Regions from separate parts of the Urocitellus parryii genome. Here region 2 is linked to region 1. A link is a contact called in public Hi-C data. All regions are on one chromosome and are shown on one strand. Each heading gives the region's core, a stretch centred on a gene start, on an enhancer-like site or on the middle of the called end of the contact. The rest is flanking DNA. Distances are from core to core; before and after follow the strand shown. Region 1 holds the start of Tet2 (tet methylcytosine dioxygenase 2). Region 2 holds the start of Ppa2 (inorganic pyrophosphatase 2).

Region 1 (4,684 bases), core at 678-3,177:
TATAACTCCCCTTTAGTATTTCAACTTTCCATTAAAATGCAAATGTAATGATTTCATTAGCCAGGCAACAATACCCACAGTCTTAAACAAAACCAAACCACATCAATATCTTTTTCTCCTAACATACAACATTATTCCTACATTGGATCATTTGTTAATGACTATTTTTGGATTTGGACTTTGCCAGTATAATCCCTAACTGGAGAGGGAAAAGTACAATGTATGATTTGAGATTTAAATTCATGTATGTATTCTATTCCCTAGACAGGCAAACACAGAAACATCTCACTAAAATTTAAACAATCAGTTTGAATATAACCCTTGCTTCAAATTCTAAACATTAGATAAGGGAGGGAAATCACCTAATGCACTAAAAGTATATCATCATGTCAATAACCAGCAAATAACACGTATTTCTTATTCGACCTTCCCAGGAGTCTATTCAGGCCACACTTTGTCATAGGTAGAAAACTCTCTCCTTAGAAACCCCGTTAGCTTCATAACATTGGGCAAGCAGTCCCAGAGAAAAGACTCAGCAAGATGTGAGTGAGGAGTGTGTGTGGAGAGAGGAGAGAGAAGAGAGGGAAGAGGAGAGAGGGGAGAGGGAAGAGGAGAGAGAGGGACATCCAGACCACATAGAGAAAGGCAGAAAGATAAAGACCAAAGAAAAGAGAGAAGCCAGGAGAGAAAAATTGGATGGGACTGTTACAAATCTGCTCTCCACTCCTCTGCTGGGATTGGGTTTCATTTCTTTAGGCGCCCCTGACCTTGCAGTCTACCAACTCTCAACGCTTCGCCCCCCACCCGCCCCCCTCCCCGGGCCTGCGCCTGCCTTTGTGTCTGCCTGTCACTTACCAGGGAACCCAACGAAGCTGATTCGGGAGAAGCACAAAGCCAGGACACAGATTTGTCCACAAATTCTCTCACACACACATTTCCCAGACTGGAAGGCGCTGCCCACGCAGAGGTTCTGGACCTTGAGAAAAGTGGGTTCTGGTCTGGTTTGGGGAACCAGAGAAACTATTCTTTCCTCTTTGACTCAGCGCCACTAACAAAACGCGCGGACTTAAGAAAAAAAAAAAAAAAAAAAACTCCACTCAGTGTATTCCAATTCCACTCCCGGTGACATTCGCTTAGTGCACTTCCCAGGAGAGGGACAAGGGGGTAGGAAGCAGCAGACACAAACCAAAGACCCAGACCCAAACCCTAGAGCAGATAAAAGGGTCCCAAAACACCCCGTCCGTGTTTCTCCCCAGGGTGGTTTAGGATAAACCAGAGACTCCTTTGACTTCCCCGAAAGAAATCGGGGAAGAGGATTCAAGGGAAAAGTAGTGCCCCCCCAAAGCTGAACTATTTGAAAAAGGAAAGCAAAGAAAGCAAAATCACTTTCCTGAGGATAAAAGGCCGGGAAACCACCGGCTGGTCGGTGTACCAAGGTAAGTTTTCTGGAGAAGGAGGGATCGAGCATGAGTAGGACAGAGAAGAGACACAGGACTACAGGTTTAAAGGGGTGGGGGGGTGGGGGGAATTAAAACTATATTTGTCAGCCATGTTGAAGAAGCTCCAGTAATTTGTGAAGCTTCCCTCTTCCCTCTTGGTATTTGTGGGTGACACTACCAGGTTTGCTCCCCAGTCCCTGGAAGCCCAAGAGAAAGCGAGGGAGAGAGGAAAGGGAGAGTTTCGCGGCAAAAGAGAAGCGCTCTGACCTCGTTCTCGTCCCTCAGCCTTGCAGCAATCCAGCAGTTGCAGTCAGGTCTCCTTTCTAACAAATCCTAAAGGGCAGCCATCTTGCTTCCTTCTGCTTCTCTACGAAAGCAGCCTAGCCTCCGCATCAATATTCATAAGGCAGTTTGACGTCTGTTCTCATCACTCGGCGGGGCCGGCGTCTCGGGGCGGCCGCGCCGAGGGGGCGGACGTGACTCGCATGCGAGCCGGGCCTGGGCGCGCGGCGCTGGCGAGGAGGCGGCGGTGGCCGCCAGAGCTCTCGCCGCTGCAGCCGCTGCCTCCGGCTCTCCTCCGCACGGGCCGCCGCCTCCTCCTCCTCCTCTCCTCCTCCTCCTCCTCCTCCTCCTCCTCCTCCTCCTCCTCCGGTGCCCCGCTCTCCTCCTCCGCCCGGATCTCCACCAGCTCCGCCCCGGCCTCTGCCGCCGCCCTGGAGCCCTCAGCTCCAGCTCCCAGGGAGTCAGTCCCCCGCCCAAGGCGTCCCGCAGAAAAGCTCGGGAGCTATACAATGGGGGTGCGCAGCCCAGGCCAGAGCTGCCTTCACTCGGTGCTGGAAGAAGGGGGGAGCCCTGCGCCTGGATGAGCGAGGGGTGGGGGCGGGGAGGAGGGGACCAGGGCAGAGTGCAGGGGAGGGTCCAGCCCCCGGGGACCCAGAACCCTAGGCTAGGCCTCCACCTGGGTCTTCTGCCCTAGTAGACTCCCTACCCTGCTCTCCACTCTTGGCACAGTTGTCTACTCCCAGGAGAAGGCTCAGGGAGGACTCAAGGGAGAGGTGGCCACAGCGCAGGGACGTGCATGTAAGATCGCAAATTTCCTGAAACTTTGTTGGTCCTGCGCTCCACCACCCCATTAGAAGTATCCGCGCCCACGCCCCCACACGCACCCCTTAGGTCCCGCTCCTCACCTCCTGGCAGGTATCCCAGTGCACATCCCTTACCGACCCCTTCCTCCACCACACCCACTGGCACCTTTCTCACACTCACCCTGGTGCCATCTACCTTCTCCTCCCAAGCCCGCACTCCATCGCCTTTTAGGTTCACGGTGACATCCTCCCTTCCTTGTCGCCTTAATCTTGCTCAGCAGAAGCACTCCTCATTTTCACCAAGGGCATGCCCTTAGTGCTTTAGGGGCCTGTATTTTTAAAGACTTGACAAATTAGGAAATTGGCCGAGTCCTGTTCCTCCCCGCCCCGGCCCACCTTCTGTTTACTTTCGCCACGTGGGCTACGAAGGGGAGGGAGTCTCTCTCAGGGATCCAAGCTGAGTTTCTCACCAGTAACCCTCTACTTCTCGCTAGTAAGAAATACCCGTGCACTTTCAGATGCTACAGTTGCCTCCGTTAAGTTCCTCTATTTTGAGGAAATTTCCACTTGTACAATTAATGAAGAAACTGTTCCATAAACACTTAAATTCCGAATGACCAACGTTCGATTTCCCCTGACATTTGGTACTCTGTAAGAACGCCCTTCCACTGACAGTTTTTCTTTTCTATTGCTGAGTAGTTTTACTTCTCATTTTAATGCTCTTTTTCTAACCATTAACTTTTTTTTTTTTTGAAGACTAGATAAAGAACAAAGCTTGCATGATTCATACCAGATAGAAGTTTTTGGAAAATGCCCTTTCAAGTAGTTTTCATATTTGTGACATTTACATTTTAAATAGGTAATTTGGATACATCTTTTAGGTGATCATTTGTAATTACAGTAACCTTAAATCAGCGCTAATTCCATTGTGTGTAGCACACTTGTTTTTTTGTTTGTTTGTTTTGGTTTGGTTTTTTGGTCTGTAACCTAATTCTAAGACCACCCCACCACACTCCCACTCCTATCTGGGGATGGAACCCAGGGCCTAACATTTCTAATAGGCAAAGTTTCTACCAATGAGCTACAGACACAGTAATTTCTTCAGAAGTAAGGCCTTTATCCATGTTGTATTATGCGCCTGTAGTACCAGCTACTCTCAAGGTTGAAATAGGTGGGTGGCTTGAGGTCAGGGGTTCTGGACTAGCCTAGGCAACAAAGCAGGATATCCAACCTCAGGCATACAAAATCTATGCTGCATCTTGAAAGAAAGAAAGAAGGGAAGGAAAGGGTGGGGTGGGGAGCAGGGCCTTACCCCAATTTTTATGAAATCAGTATATTTCCTCCTTGTAAAGTATTTTAAAACTGGCTGGGCGCAGTGGCGAATGCCTGTAATCCCAGTGCCTCAGGAGGCTGAGACATGAGAATGGCAAGTTCAAAGCCAGATTCAGCAAAAGTGAAGCACTAAGCAACTCAGTGAGACCCTGTCCATAAATTATCTTTAAATACAAAATAGGGCTGGGATGTGGCTCAGTGGTTGAGTGCCCCTGAGTTCAATACCCAATACCAAAAAAAAAAAAAAGTATTTAAAAAGGGAACTCTTTCTACATGTCACATTGTTACTAAGAATTCTTAAAGTGTGTCCTAATGAAACATTGTGTGGTACTTTTTGAAACAATTCAATTGCTGCTTTTGCTAGGCTAAGATTTTTTTAAAGTGTTTATTTTCTAAGCATTTCATACTAATTTAAATTTTCAGCTGTTAACTAATGTGTTATTGAGGTCTTGACAATTGTTCATGCACTTTAAATCCTAAAATATTTGAAGGTTTTCTTGTAATTTGTATTTTCAAGTCCAGGAAGAACAGTTTCCCAAGACCAAGACATAGGTAGTGCACAGTATTGCAGAAATGTTGAAGGCATGGACTTTGGAGTTGGACAGACTGAGTGAAAACTGTCTCCATTTCTTGCCCACTGTGTGACTTTGACCCTGCTACTTAACTCTGTGCCAGTTTCTTCATCCATTTAACAGTTTGCAAAACATGGGTAGTTGTGAGGACTAACATACCAGGTAAGTGCTCAGGTAGATGTTAATTATTACCAGTAGCAAACCATGTGCATCCAGGTGTTTTCTTGACTGACTATAGGAATATATAAGTAATTAT
Region 2 (4,684 bases), core at 1,196-3,695, 310 kb before region 1:
TACAGTTTCTTTGTATCCCATGATTCAATAAATGCCAGTGAGAATGAGGAGCAACTGGAACTCTCACACATTGTTGGTCCATTGCTACTTTGGATTTCAGTCCTATATTGAGGCCATGTGTACAACCTACAAAAATTTACTCTGTCCATGGTAAGTCCAGTCTCACATTCTGCTACTCAGAGACCCCTACTGGTGAAAGTAGTTTTATCTTTAATGAAAACGGCATTGTGTTAAACTCAACATATTCCAAGCCAAGTTTATCATCTAATCTCCAAAGGTTTTAATCCATTTTTATTTCTTTATATCTGGGAACAACACAACATCTATTTTGGTTGGTCTGTATAAAAAACTGTGTATTTTTTTAACTCTTCCATCACCGTTTCACCGCTTTCAATAGGCATCAAAAATTGGTTCCTTTTTCAAATGCAGTGTTCCTTTCTGTTTCTACTCCTAGAACTACTATGTCCTCGTCACTTGATATTTGAGATACTGTCAGTACGTAGACAGCGTATCTCCTATTTCCTATTCTGGCCCTTTCTACATATAAATTATAAGTCAGTTTCTCCAAATCATAAAATTTATAAACTCAATTCTTTTCAAGAATCTCTAGTGGTTTTGTATTTTGTAAACCCTGGACACATTATTTAACAGTTTTATGTGTCATTGTCTTTATGCTCTACCTTATAAATTCCTAGAATTGATCCTCAAACTCATATTTTAAAATTATTAAAGAAGTTAATCTGATTCATCTATTACTATTTTATATCAATCATATTACATACTCTGACATTTGATATTCAAATATTTTAGTAAATTGTAGAGAATGGAAAATGGGATTCTAAGTAATTATAAACTTATTTAATAAAAGTTTCCTTTTTGGATGTACAACTCTGCAACATTTAAAATGTAATTTACAAAATAACAAGTTAGTGTCAAGATTTCATTTTAAGTAAATATTACATTTTGAAATGCTTAATATTTTCTTCATTAGTTTTTACAAATCAGGATGCACATAACTTGAGGGTTACTAAAAAATGCTCCCAGAATTAAGGAAAGCTATTGACAAGAGAGGCCTCAGAACTACATTCTAGATTCTCCCAAAGGATAACTACAAGCATTAGGATACAGAGAATGGTGTTAATTTGAGAAATAATTCTGAGAAAATTTTTCTCTTCACTGTTTCCTATAGGAAGTCATTGTTTGTAATGTCACAAAACAATATGACTAAAAATCAGACATTTTTCAAAGTTTAAAACTCTGTAGATTTTTAAAACAACCTAGATTTTTAGCTACCTTGTTTCAGCAGGAATTTGTCTTACTGAAACATCTGATCGTCAAGGTTAATTGAACAATTAACTTTTTTCATATAAAGAAACCATAAAATTATACAACCACCATGATATATGCACAAAAGAAATGTTCTCTCCTTTTTATGGAAGAGTCTACCTCATAGTTCAGTCTAGTCAAGTTGACACATAAGAAAGCCACCAGTGCTGACAAAAATATTTTAGAATCTGCAGTTTAGTCTAAGTGGTCAGTGAACTTCACCTAGATATCCTTTCTGGAAACTTGGTAGAGCAGGTTTCTAATTTTAACTGTCACAATATAACTGGAGATAAGTGGCAGAACCTGAATGCCTAATGTGAATCCTGTTGTCATCTAGGGTAGAAACTTGTGGAGTTTCAGAGGTCTTCCTAGTGGCCTAATGGTTCCCTAAATAGGTGGTCTAAAGGAGGGAAAACTGATATTTGTGGCAGACTTCTGCTTGCTTGCAACATCTGTTCTTCCATTCTTCTGCAGTGGTATGGCTCTCGTTTTTTTTTTTTTTTTTTTTTTTTTACCTGAGCCCGTGACCACTCAGAGTAAAATCTACTGGGTTATAGTTATTTGTGGCCACTATATTAAGTGCTGTCCTGTGGGGTATAAGTAGCTACAGGTAGTGCAGGCTAATTCTGGAAAGTTGCCTCTACTTGGACTAAACAGCAAAAGGCTTCATGGAGGAGGTAAGGAAATTACTTATGACTTTTATGTAAGTCAGCGTCAAGGCCAAATTTTCATATGGAGGCATGATCATTATGTCTTACTGGGACGTCTTTGTGTAAGTACACTCGTCTCCTATGTTGGACAGGGTCCAGAGCAGCCTTTGGCACAGAGTAATCATACAGTAGTGCATTACCGCAGCAAAAATACAATATGATAGTAAAGGTTAATGGGGGTAAGTGAAGGATTGAGTGGACGAATGAGCGCTCCTCTGGGGTGGTGGACCTTGTCTGGTTCCTCTTTCAGTCTTGGCTTGGCTATATATACCCTGTGCACCGCTGGCGGGGCGCTGGTATTCCACTAGTAAGGGTGGGAATCCTGGTCCAAGGCCCAGGGTGGGAGTGACGACTCCCGAGCGGTAGGGGGCGCCGTCGTGCGGCCGGGTCGGGCCGGGTGGCTACCACAGCCCTGCACAGAACCGCACAGTCGTCTACGCCATGCGCGCGCTGCTGCCGCTGCTGCGCACCGGTAGCGGGTGGCGCGTGGGGGCCCCTGCCGCCGCCCGCCTGCCTCAAGCAGCGAGCGCGGGGAGCGGGCCGCGCCGCGCCATGGCCCTGTACCGCACGGAGGAACGCGGCCAGCTCCACTCGCAGGATTACCGCATCTTCTTCAGTAAGTAGCTCGAAGAGGTCCGCGGCGGGGCGCGCCGGAGCGGAGGAATGTGGCTGAGTAGTGGAACCAGGGGGACCTGCGCTGCCCGCGCGGCCTGCCTCTCTCTTTCAGGCCTTCCGCGGTCGCCGCGCAGTCCAGGCCATCTTCTTGCACGCGGGAGCCCGCGCTGAGCCATGGGAGCTTCCAGCGAGGGCCTCTGACCAAGACCTCCAACGCGGATTGTGGAGATTTAGGACGACAGGCATCCCCGGCGCCGAGTCGCCCTCGGCCCAGCCAACCGCCCTCTCGGAGCGCGTCCGAGCGCGCGGCCACCCCTGCGGCCCGCAGCCTTTCCCGGAACCCGGGCGGCAGTCTGGGTTCACACCGCTTAGTTGAGGAAGGAGGCCGAGTCCGCCAGCGCCCTCCCTTCCGATGGCGTAAGAAAGCCCCTCCTTTCGCGCAGTGGAGAGGCAGGCTGAACTCTGGAGATACAGGGATCTTCTCTCAAAAACACACGTTTGTGCTCACAAGTTTGCACCCTGAGTGCTATCCACAAGCAAGAGCCGCCCGGGCCTTCTGGTAGGGAGATGGCCCTACTTCCTCTGCAAATTGCACTAGCTAGAAGGTCAAGCGACATGTCGGGCACTGAGCTGGCCAACTAAGACTTTCGGAAAAGGACCCAGGTCTCCGGGACTATCATTTATTTTTCTATGCACCCCAGGCTCCCCTTTGTACGTTAGCAGCACCCGGAAAGTAGCAACGTCGATTGATTGGTTTTCACACTCCATTGACTTCAGAGCCCCGAGGGGAGCTGTAAAGTCCACCTGGTACCGTCACTCACATATTAGTAATCGAGGTCCTGGAGTAAACCGTGAAGGGCTTCTTCACTGTTTAGCTCTATAACCCTGATTCCGGGCGAATTTCTTACTTTGCCAAACCATGATATTTTTCCCCCGCCTCCTCTTCTGGAAAACAGGGCTCCAAACATCATATGACATATTGTGTATGTAAAGTGATTAGTTGCAGGGCCTAATGTGAATTATTTAACAATAATAATATCTGTAAGCATTTTTGATATCCTCTATTTTTAAAAGGTTTATAGTTTTCCTGCCTGAGATTACCGTCTAGGGTTATTTTATGGAAGAGATAACAGAGCTTGCCTAAACTCTTGTGAGGCAGCTGGTACTAAAATTTGTTTTCTTCAACATTGGTTCTTTTCCTTTATGCTACAAGCTTTTTTCTCCATCCTCCTTTGGTCAACATTGATCAGGTCGTGTTAAAAAAATGCTGAACCAATGTTGTGCGCACCTGTAATCCCAGCGATTTGAGAGACCGAGGCAGGAGCATTCAAAGTTCAAAGCCAGCTGCAGCAAATTAGCAAGGCCCTCAACAATTTAGGAATCCCTCTCTCAAAAAGTAAAATGGGCTAGGGATGTGGCTCAGTGGTTAAATACCCCTGGGTTCAATACCTGGTACTCCTCCACCCTAAAAAAAATTTACAATGTAATTTTTACTGGAACAAGTTTTCTATAGAAACAATGCTATAAATGGCATTTAGCTTTTTAAGCAGATAAAAGCTTGTCCCCTACTGCATAATACATGGAAGTAACCTAGATCTGCAATAAGTGTAGTAATTAACAGGCAAAGTAGTTAATATCTATGAAGTGTACTAGATTTGGTAGGCATGGCACAGAGGAGGTTTCATCGTGGTCCCTGCCCTCAAGAGATTCATAATATTAATGTAACTCATAAATGAGAATATAAAAACACTAAATATGTTTTACTTGAATCTTGATTGAAGAGAGGCAGAGAAAAAAGTGCAGAGAAGTCTGGAGCTCACAGTGTAGTTGAACAAGCACTGGATTTGGACTGGAGAGTTCTAAGCTTTAATTCTCGTTCTGCCTTTAACTTGCTGTGTACTGTTAGGCTAGTGTTTGCTACATTCCTTTTTCATAGGGACAGTTTCCTCAACTGTATAAGGAAGTAATTTGCCTTGAAGTGATCGTCACCCAAGGCCTTCTTGGCACTGGTATTCCTCGAAGGCACTGGATGA

The links. Hi-C and Micro-C count contacts between places; a contact is called where the count stands out from the background.
Region 2: a contact with region 1 is called in a Hi-C map of muscle, with 4 times the contacts expected there. The contact joins the promoter of Ppa2 here to the promoter of Tet2 in region 1. A contact is called at or near these places in 2 of 2 Hi-C or Micro-C datasets (liver and muscle).

What each region holds. Positions count from the first base shown.
Region 1 is chr10:52,213,865-52,218,548 of mUroPar1.hap1, reverse strand. It overlaps Tet2 (tet methylcytosine dioxygenase 2), which reads right to left and starts at 1,927. Exons shown (of 11, transcript XM_026404656.2): 1 at 1,707-1,927.
Region 2 is chr10:52,521,830-52,526,513 of mUroPar1.hap1, reverse strand. It overlaps Ppa2 (inorganic pyrophosphatase 2), which reads left to right and starts at 2,445. Exons shown (of 11, transcript XM_026404662.2): 1 at 2,445-2,652. The coding sequence starts at 2,478.